Regions from separate parts of the Lactuca sativa genome. Here region 2 is linked to region 1. The links are chromatin contacts, called in public Hi-C maps. All regions are on one chromosome and are shown on one strand. The core of a region is the stretch at or near the end of the contact, and the rest is flanking DNA. Distances in the headings are between cores, read along the strand shown. Region 1 holds the start of LOC111879871 (two-component response regulator ARR10). Region 2 holds the start of LOC111879852.

Region 1 (5,400 bases), core at 1,466-3,965:
GGCTCGGGTGCGGAAACCGAGGGCGTCGGGATGGTCTCTGGAGCTTGGAAGTATGGGAGAGTGACTGGGAGTTTGAGAAAGTGTGCAAAAACCCGAGGCTCAAACCTTCTATTTATAGGGCTGGAGGATGGCGTACGCGGGGCGTACCTCCGGAGTACGCTGGGCGTACGCGGTACGCGGGGTGTAAAAATGCGTCACGGATTACGACTCCGGTCTAGCTAAGCATAGAGTTGCAGCCGACGGGACTCGACTCTGGGTCTACTACGCTGGGCGTAATCTGGGATTACGTTGGGCGTACTCCAGTCTCCCATCTTCTAAATTCCGTAACTTTCGCATACGGGCTCCGTTTTTCGCGTTCTTTATATCCACGCGTAGGTGAGATTATGCTCTACAACTTTCATTTAGACTCCGTCGGCTAGTTTTGACTTTATTTTTAATGATATATTTTTAATAGGCCGGGACTCCTAAAGTCCGTTAAAAATTCATAGTTTCTTTATTCGACGTCGGTTTTCGTTTGTCTTTTTATCATTTTACTCCTATTGTGGAGATCTTCAACTCTCATTTAGGTTGCGTTAGCTAAATAACACTCGATCTTCAATTCGAGTTTTTAGCCCTCTACTACTGTTACGAAACTCTGGAAATTCGTAACTTCTTCATACGAGGTCCAAATTGGGCGATCTTTTTATATATGTTTACAGTTTAACGAACTCTACATCTTTTGTTTAGATACTAAAGGCAAAAATGCATTTTATTGAAATTTCACTTTTTACGTTAAATAGCGTTTTAACGGTGTGTCGTAAATAAACGATTGATTATAATTTCTTCAATATAACCCGGTTTTGAACGTTCTTTACGTTTTTGGAAACCTTGGCACGATATCTAATATTTGATGCATCCCAACTTAGATATTTGAACACTTTATTTTTGAGGTTAATTTAGTTGATTCCAAATAGTTTTCGTTGTATTTGACATTTGAGCGTTACACTGCTTTTGGAAAAGTATAGGGTTGTCACAATCACCATCATCGATAATCAATAAAAATCCACTTCATATCATTCATTCAACATCGATTATCAAATAAAACTTCAAAATTGAGGTTAGAAAAAAATCAAATCGTTTTTTTTTTTGAAAAATTTCATATAATTCTCTATCAATCTACTCTTTTGTAAGATTTAAATAGTCAAAATATCATGTTTTAACATTTTAAAAAAAAGTTAAATTGTATGCACTCCAACTGTTTGATGAAATGCATAAACTAAATTACCACGTTATATTCATATATGAATATGTTTTCTCAGTATATGATTATTAAAACAAAAAAACAAATATGCAAGTCTGTATGTTATTCATCTGTGAATAACATATAAAAATTATATATATTTGTGAAAATACCTTGTAATATTCATATGTGAATATACTGTGTAATATTCATAAGTGAATATATCATCTAATATTCACAAATGAATATACTATGTAATATTCACATGTGATATACCATGTAATACTATGTAATATTCAGATATGAAAATATTATCTAATATTCATAAGTGAATATAACATCTAATATTCACAAGTGAATATACTATGTAATATTCATAAGTGAATGCATCGTCTAATATTTAAATATGAATATACTATGTTTATTATATGTTATATTCATATATGAATGATATTTAAAATGTAAAAAAAAAATTAATCATAGTTTTTATTCATAACTGAATAACGAATGTACTGTAGTAAAAACTTGATTCATTTTTATTCACTTATGAATAACGATAGCTGAAAATATTAAAAAAAAATATAGTTTATCTTAAAACTATATCAATATGGATGTCTATTTGTAGAGAATAAAAAATCATGAATTTTGGTATATTTAAAATCATTTTTCGATAAAAAATAGCTTCTTAAAAATTAAAAAAAAACGAAAAAACAATGTTTTTGTATATATTAAGGTAATGATTATCATAGTTTAAGGAAACATGTTTTGTTGGAAAACACATGCCTATTCCTTTCCAATTTCTGCTGGTACGACGGAGGCTTTTGCGGCAAAAATAAATGAGTGGCTGAGAATGATTCCCCTATTCTTAACCTTTTTTCTCAATTGAACCCTTCTATATATATATATATATATATATATATATATATATATATATATATATATATATATATATATATATATATATATATATATATATATATACTAGTTTATAACGCGTGGGAACCACGGTTGTAAAATTAATTAAACTTTTATTTTAAATAAATTGTTAATTTAAGAGATATTTTTTAGTTATGTGAAATTATAATCGTTGATTCAAATAAATATGTAAAATTAATTTTTAATATATATTAAACATTTTTTATTTGTGGATTAATGAAAACATTAATATAAAATTTAAAATTTAAAATAAAGAATAAATGCATTGACAAATAGCATCACATTAATGAGGATGTCTAAAAAAGTTAAAATGGAGAACTAAGATATTGACAAGTGGCAACACATTAATTAAGAGGTCTAATATGATGACACATGGCAAAAGAACTACTCTTTTATTAGTATGTATATATATATATATATATATATATATATATATATATATATATATATATATATATATATATATATATAATATATATATATATATATATATATATATATATATATATATATATATATATATATATATATATATATAGAGAGAGAGAGAGAGAGAGAGATTAATATTTGATAGATTGATTGATTTATCTAGGGCAAGGTTTTTTTTCTTTCCAATTCTAGCAAACTTTTGCTTGCAAGAGCTCAGCTAATTAAGCTGCTATATATCTTCCACAGAATAAGTTCCAACTACTTGTCCTCTCAACTTCTGAGTGTGTGTGATCTGGAAAGAGAACAAAACCATGTCTATATCTAGTTAGCACCACACACGCCCAACAGCGGCTCTATTAATCCCTATACCTTCAACTGTTTCTTCATCTTTTCCATGGTGGATCAGAACCCCAAAATAGAAATGAAGAAAAGTGGCGACTTTGATGAAAAAGATGCACAGGATGCTTACCCCACAAAGCAAAACCCGACTTTTCATGATGTCGAACAAGAAGATTATGATATGGATGACGATGAAGGTGATGAATCGTCACAAGAGGTTGACCATGATTCTACTGGTGGAAGCGGACTCAAAAATGGATCGACATCCAGCAACAGCACAGTGGAGGAGACAAGTGATAAGAAAGCTAGCGGGTCAGTCACAGGATCAGTTAGACCATATGTTCGCTCCAAGAATCCCAGGCTTAGGTGGACACCTGATCTTCATCTTCGATTTGTTCATGCTATTGAACGACTGGGAGGTCAAGAAAGTTAGTATAAATGACTTTAATTTATTTCATATATTTATGTTTTTGGTTTAATTATTTAATGGAACTTAATGTGTTTTTCAACTTTGATTTTGATGGTGCAGGAGCAACGCCAAAATTAGTTCTTCAACTAATGAATATCAAAGGCCTTAGCATCTCTCATGTCAAGAGCCATCTTCAGGTACTTATATTAATTTGTTTCATTCAAGAAAAATAATACCTTTTGCAGCATCAACCGGTTAATTTTGTATATTATTCTGAATATATATACAAATTTGAGTTTCTTGGTTTGTTTCATCAGATGTATAGAAGCAAGAAGATCGACGATCCAGATCAAGGTATACATAATTTCAAATTCATAGATGGTGGAAAATAAGTTTGTTGTTAATTAGGGTTTCTTAATTAAAAAGATTAAAAATCTAACTCTAAACCACTTAAGAAATCAATCATAATATGAAAGTAAGTAATGAGTTATTTTTTTGTTAATTATTTCAGAACAAGGGCTTCTTAGTGAGGGTGATGATCACCATACGTACAACCTTAGCCAACTTCCAATGCTCCAAAGCTATAATCGGAGATCACTTTCCAATCTTAGGTATCGTCTATTCTTCAAAACGTCATAATTTTTAATTATAAAACGAATAAATTGTGAGCTAGTTGATCAATGCAGAAATGCTAAAACTAATAGCGACTTTTACTGATTCCGTTTTACTACTGTTCTATTTCCATTTTTAGATATCAAGATGGTTTATGGAGTCCACAAACGAACCTAAATTATAACGCTTCCATGACCGGATTAAACCACGGGGTTTATGGTTCATTGGCGGAGAAGATTCTCGCAACCAACAACATCAGGAATTGTCATTCGAGCATAAACCAAGATCACGATAGATGGAGAAGCTTCCGAAGCAACAGCATCGAAGAGTTCCAGATTGGATTATTCAAGAATCCTTATGGGTTATCAATGGCTAATCAAATTAGAAGAACCACTCAGATGGACACAAATGTGATGGTCAGAGATCAAGACCAAGAGAAAAGGTTACTTAAAAGGAAGGAGATTGATCAAGAATCGGAACATCTTGATTTGAATCTCTCATTAAAAGTCAGGAACCCGAGAGAAGTGAAACATACGAACAGTATAAAGAAAAATGATGAATTTGATGAGAACAACTTATCGTTATCATTGGTTTTGCCTACTTCTACTTCAAATTCTAGTAGTATTAAAAGGTCAAAGCATGCAAAAACAATGGGCGGTTGCAGTGCATCTCTTGATCTAACTTTGTGAAAGAGACAAAGATTAAGTGAGATTTTGCAGTACTTTTGTCCCAGAAAACATTGCACAGATTACTATTAACTTGTTTATTATATATATATATATATATATATATATATATATATATATATATATATATATATATATATATATATATATATATATATATATATATATATATTACTGGCACTAGTGGTCTAGTACTTCTACTAGTGTTAATTAAAAGTTTTTTTTGTCTTCAACCAGGGTGTGTCATATATTTTTTTAAGGATCTCAAAGATCATCCAATTAAAATTAGTCAAGTATAGCATAGCATGTAGATAGTTTTTTTTGAATATGTTGTAAGTTGAAATTTGAAATTTATAATTTATTAAGTCTTTTTTGAAGGCAGAAGAATTTATTATTATCAAGGAGCTCGAAAAAAACATTACAAAGTAAACAAACCTAGAATTAAGCTTTCAAGTCAACCAACCAAATTCATTTTATGTTTCCTACTTGGCTACTCCTATTTCAAGTACAAAATAAAGACTACATAACAATTTCTGAAAAATGAATATTGTTTTTCGGCCTGACATGTTGGAACAAAGCAGCATTACGAAACCTCCAAATAATAAAAAATGCAATAAGGACAACTTAAACACTTTCTTGAAGACTACCTGATTTTATACGATTTTCCTATGAAACGTCGACCATAGAAAGAAGATTGTGAAGATCAATAGATCAACCACCGCGAAGCAACATGTTCCAAAGCACCATAGTAAATTCAAGATTAACAAAAA
Region 2 (5,400 bases), core at 789-3,288, 160 kb before region 1:
TGACGCTTATTTTTATTCTTAATTAATCAAACCACATAATTAAGCAATTAGGCACAAAACACATAATACTCAAATAATATACTTCTATTATTTCAAAACGGGTTACAAAAGTTAACCTAGACTATTACATTGCTAAAAATGGCAAGCCCAGAAACACAGGCGTTACAGCATGCATGATGCATACTATCACACCACCCAAAATACGACACGTAGCACCATGCAAAAAGCGACATGTCACCCTCTTTCGACCAGATGCGTAACACACACCTTATCTATGTGCGTCGCGCACTCCAATTTAGCCTATATAAACCTTCAAAAATCAGCTCTTTCCTCACACCAGTCTTCCACATTCTCTCTGGAACACTTTCCACCCTTATTCCCTTTTACTCTCGAGTTTCCGACCCCTTCGACGAAGCCCTGCGGTGTTAGATAGCCGGTGAATAGAAGCTCCTGGGTCATAGTTCTACATGCTTAATTCCTAGTTTTTCATTAGTGTACTCTGTAAGTTAAGCTAAACTTATTTTTAGTGTAACTTTTAATTATAGTCATAGTCATTATTATGAACCTATAATTAAGATTTATCAGTGATTCTAAGTCATCATACCGACTGATCTACTTACGAGGATGATGTCTAGGTTAGATTTAGTGAGGGGGTTAAAGTGGATTTCCAAACAGTGTACTATGTATACCAAATAGACCTTACTTCCTTTATGATATTACCTAGTTGTTCCTTACTTGATAGATCTTGATGTAGACATTGGGATTAATGATGAATCTAGACTATCATTAGTCGCTAGGAATATTAAACTAAGACTTAGCAACAATCGTATCTAGGTCATGTCAGAGGAAAAGTCAATGCGTTTGGCAGAGTGCTGCCGAATTCTCCAAGTCACCTACCTAAGTTAAGTGAGTGCATAGTTACTTTCAGCTTACACATAGATATCAAGTATTTAATATGCTTTATTGGTCTATGTGTTTACTATATGCATTCATGAAAATGTGCTAAATGAGATAATGATTTTACTTGAAGTAATTATATATTTAATTTACCATACTTATATTGTATTGGCTAAAAAGGGTAGAGAGAAACCTTAAGAGACGAGATAGTAATTAGAAAGCTCACTAGACTCCCAAGCCTGACCCACTCAGTTTCTTTGTATCACAGGTACCAATGCGAAGGTACTGATAGATAATGTAATTATCTGCTAAGAGATTCAAGGAGACGTGGATCGTTAGAATATTAAGAATTTGTAAGTCTCTGTTTATGCTTATGTTTCTTGTTTAGTTATGGCACCCCCAACCTTAATAAGTTAATGGAAACATTTCTTCGAAAATACTTTTATGGGACCAAAATTTTGCATTAATGAATAAACTCTTTATTCAATAAACATAATCAAATCGATCTTTTCTGGCCGTGAAAATGAGGATGTCACAGTTGGTATCAGAGCACTAGAATGCATTAAGGAATGTGCCTTAATTGCTATTATATGCTAAATGATTTATATGATAGCATGCCTTAGGTTGCTTATCTAAATTGTTATTAGGTTTAAGGTTTGTTGCTGACTTAGAATTAGGAAATTTTATGTGTTCAAGTTTCTAAACGTTTAATTATGATATTAGAATTGACATATAACTTTTCGGAGTAATAATGAGTATTACGCGTCTAAACCTTCCTTATATATATTCTCGTCTCGGTATACTGAACGCCTGCTTTGGTGTTAAGAATATCATGATAAGGACTTATAGCCGACTGAACAAATGGAGGAAATGAGAAAGCTTATGATAGTGAATCATACCTATCAAAAGATATTATAAAAATTAAATCTTGCCTTTAGAATATATATGATAAATAAACCGTGTCAAATAATGAAACTTTTCTAAAGTAACAAAAAAAAGTTTACATGTAGAAAATTGACTGATTTGAATTTTATATCCGATAATCGAAACTTTTTATTAATAAAATAAAATTTAAAACTTCTTCATAAATCAAACCAAAATATTTAGTTGTTGTTGTTGTTTTTTTTTTTTTTTTTTTTTTTTTTTTTTTTTTTTTAAATTTCTCAAATGCTTTTAATAATATAAACCATTTTATTAAAATGGGTATTTGCGATTCCGAACGGAAGCCCAGCCCAACATCAGGTATAGGAGTTTGCCGTCGAGGCCAGGGCATCAGACCGGACCAAAGAAAGAGGAGAGCGAACTGAGGGACGGATTCCAGTGACTTCACTTCCGGCGTCGACCTACGCATCTCTCTCAGCTTTTTACTGCACAAACGAAGAGCGGAATCGTAGAAAACGAAAATGGTGAAAAAAGAAAATCCAATTGCAGAAGTAGATGAAGACGAAGAAGATTTTGATGATGAAGAAGAAGAAGAGGAAGAACCAGTAGACTCGCAATCAAGAATGCGGGATGAAAGGGCGACAATGGAAGGATTTCTCCGGAGAATGTCATCTGAAAGAGTTCCGTTGAGAGTCCACGACGTGATAATCAAAGGAAACAACAAGACTAAGGAGTCCTTAATCGAAGCCGAGGTCCAAGCCCTAAAGACCGCCACCTCAGTCCAGGAACTGCTTCAGGCAGCCACTATAGCTAATGCGCGGCTTCAGAAGCTCGATATATTTGATTCCGTAAATGTTACGCTTGATTCAGGTCCGCCTGACTTGCCTGGGACTTCTAACGTCATAGTTGAAGTTGTGGAGTCCAAAAACCCTATCACTGGTGATATTGGCATTTTCACCAAGCCTGAGGTACATTCCGTTTGTTTCCACTTAGTTATGTCTCTGATAGATCATCAATGTCTTCTTAATTCCTATTTCATCTCCAACAATTAATCACAAATCGTGAAACGTATGCCACTGATTTTGATCATGTTTAAATCAGAAATAGTCACTTTTGATGCTGCAATTAGTCATATACTCATATACATGATTAAGTTTAAGTATAATATACATTTATCCACCTGCAGATGAGATGAGACTGTACCATTAACTCTATAAGACGTTGTTTATTGATATGCATTTGTTTAACTTGATTTGTAGGCTAGATCATGGTCAGTTGAGGGTTCACTGAAGCTTAAAAACATGTTAGGGTATGGAGATATATGGGATGGTTCTTTATCTTATGGGTGGGACCAAACATCAGAAGTTAGCACTGGTGTGGCTTTACCAAGATTCATGAAACTGGTGAATCCTGTTATGGCTCGTGTATCTCTTCTTTCTCAAGATTGGCTAAAGTTTTCCTCTTATAAAGAACAAGCAATGGGGTTATCTCTTGGCTTGATATCAACCAGGAAGCATGACTTAGCATATAATCTGTCATGGCGCACCTTAACCGATCCATCACAAAGGGCTTCTGTGTCTGTAAGGAGACAGCTTGGACATAATTTGCTCTCACATTTGAAGTACACTTTTAAAATCGATAAAAGGAACTCACCTCTTAGACCAACTCGAGGCTTTGCTTTTGTTTCCACTTCTCAAATTGGTGGCCTTTTTCCTGATTATCGCAGTGTTCGTTTTATCCGCCAGGTTTTCTGCTCCTTCATGCCTTTTATTTATTTATTTTTTATTTTCTGTAGTAGGGCTAAAAAACAAATTTAGTCTTTTTAAAATTTCGACAGGAGTTTGATCTTCGGTATGCTTTACCTTTGGGTTTTGCTCGAGCTGCATTAAACTTTGGGGTTGCTGGTGGTGCTGTATTTCCATGGGGAAATGGATTCCTAACCACATCTGTATCTCTACCCGATCGATTCTTCTTGGGTGGAAACTCTTCTCCTGTTTGCACATTAGGAGGCCCAACATCATTACTGGGCTTCAAAACTAGAGGATTGGGCCCAAGTGAGCCAAGACGCCAAGTCCAAGACAAATCCAACAAGGAATCAGGATCTGACACCTGTCCCGAAAGAGACTTTCTTGGCGGAGACCTTGCTGTTACTACCTTTGCAGACCTTTCTTTTGATCTCCCATTGAAAGTCCTCAGAGATTCCAATATTCATGGACACGCGTTTGCTTGTGCGGGAAGTCTCGTCAAATTAACCGAAAGTTCATTTCGTGATCTCTCCTTTCAGAAATACACAGACTCCTTCAGAAGCTCTGCTGGGTTTGGGCTTATTGTACCCACCAAATTGTTTCGTATGGAGGTACATTTATTTATTTATTTATTTTGTATATTAAGTCGTTCTTTCTGTATTAAGTTGATTTTTTTTAATCGTTCAGGTGAACTATTGCTACATATTAAGACAACATGAACATGACAGAGCAAAGACTGGAGTGCAGTTTAGCTTTTCTTCACCGTTGTAGAATCAACCTTGATATATTTCATTGCCACCAATCCTGAGTTGACACTCGACAGGTATATTTTTTCAGTTCAAAAAAAAAAAAAAGACAAGTTTGATTAATAATATTCAACCTCAATCCTCTCATAAAATCAGTCAGCCTTTATAAACATTCTAGAGGTTTTGGCTGTTGCTTTATCATGTTCATGTCAAACAGTAACGTAGTTAAATCATTTGTTTTTGTTTTTGTTTCTTTCCTGATGTCTTATTTTAACTTATATGGTCAAAATTTGAAGGCATAAATTTGTCAAACCTAACCCTGCACTATTGCACATCACTGCTTGTGATTGGTACTTGGGAATTTGTGGGTTGACAACGTTGTGGACAATGTCCAACGATTTGGTTTACTTGAAGGGACCCCATTGTCGCATAGTTAACTTGTAACGTACAAGTTAATTAACTACCACTTTGGACAAAGCTGACTCGCTGCTTGGTGGGACCTTTTCTTGTTACCACTCACAACTTGACTATTGGTTTATTTTCCCATGATTAAAATCTGTTGATTAAAGTCGATTATAAAAAGGATGTGATCTAACATTGTACAAAGTAGAAACCATCTTTTATATTCTTCGAATCAGTGTTGGGATTTTAAAAATCATTAACCCATAATTACGGCTATTTGTTAAAAATGACCAATGATTTGTGACGTTAGCCTTGATATGTTATATAAAGATTCGAGTTCATGTTGATATGATGGAAATTTGAAATGTTTGCAATTGCAGTGAACTTGTTTTCATCAAACAACACGCTGATGTTTAGATAACATGTGAGAAGGAGATGAGGCTTTTTGGTTTTTGTATTCAAGTTGATGTTATTTCTAATAAATAACTGATTTTTTTTTTGATTCAATTACTATTGTTATTTCTAATAAATCTATAGAATATTTGAATTTTTGTTTTGGTATATTGGTTTCAATATATAGTTATGATAATTCGAGTATGTCGAACTAGTTTTTGGATTTTAGTTAATATTGTTATTTATGATAAATTCATCAAATATCTAAATTATTTTAATATGCTTGATATTTTGCATTTTGTTTTGATATTGTTTCAATTTATATTTATTTTATC

The links. Hi-C and Micro-C count contacts between places; a contact is called where the count stands out from the background.
Region 2: a contact with region 1 is called in a Hi-C map of leaf, with 5 times the contacts expected there. The contact joins the promoter of LOC111879852 here to the promoter of LOC111879871 in region 1. A contact is called at or near these places in 3 of 4 Hi-C or Micro-C datasets (leaf and seed).

The regions. Positions count from the first base shown.
Region 1 is chr2:221,127,458-221,132,857 of Lsat_Salinas_v11, reverse strand. LOC111879871 (two-component response regulator ARR10) reads left to right here and starts at 2,715. Exons shown (of 5, transcript XM_023876303.3): 1 at 2,715-3,351; 2 at 3,453-3,529; 3 at 3,650-3,686; 4 at 3,844-3,943; 5 at 4,084-4,918. The coding sequence starts at 2,979. The coding sequence ends at 4,633.
Region 2 is chr2:221,282,144-221,287,543 of Lsat_Salinas_v11, reverse strand. LOC111879852 reads left to right here and starts at 2,038. Exons shown (of 5, transcript XR_006188588.2): 1 at 2,038-2,747; 2 at 3,039-3,524; 3 at 3,617-4,135; 4 at 4,212-4,347; 5 at 5,053-5,269.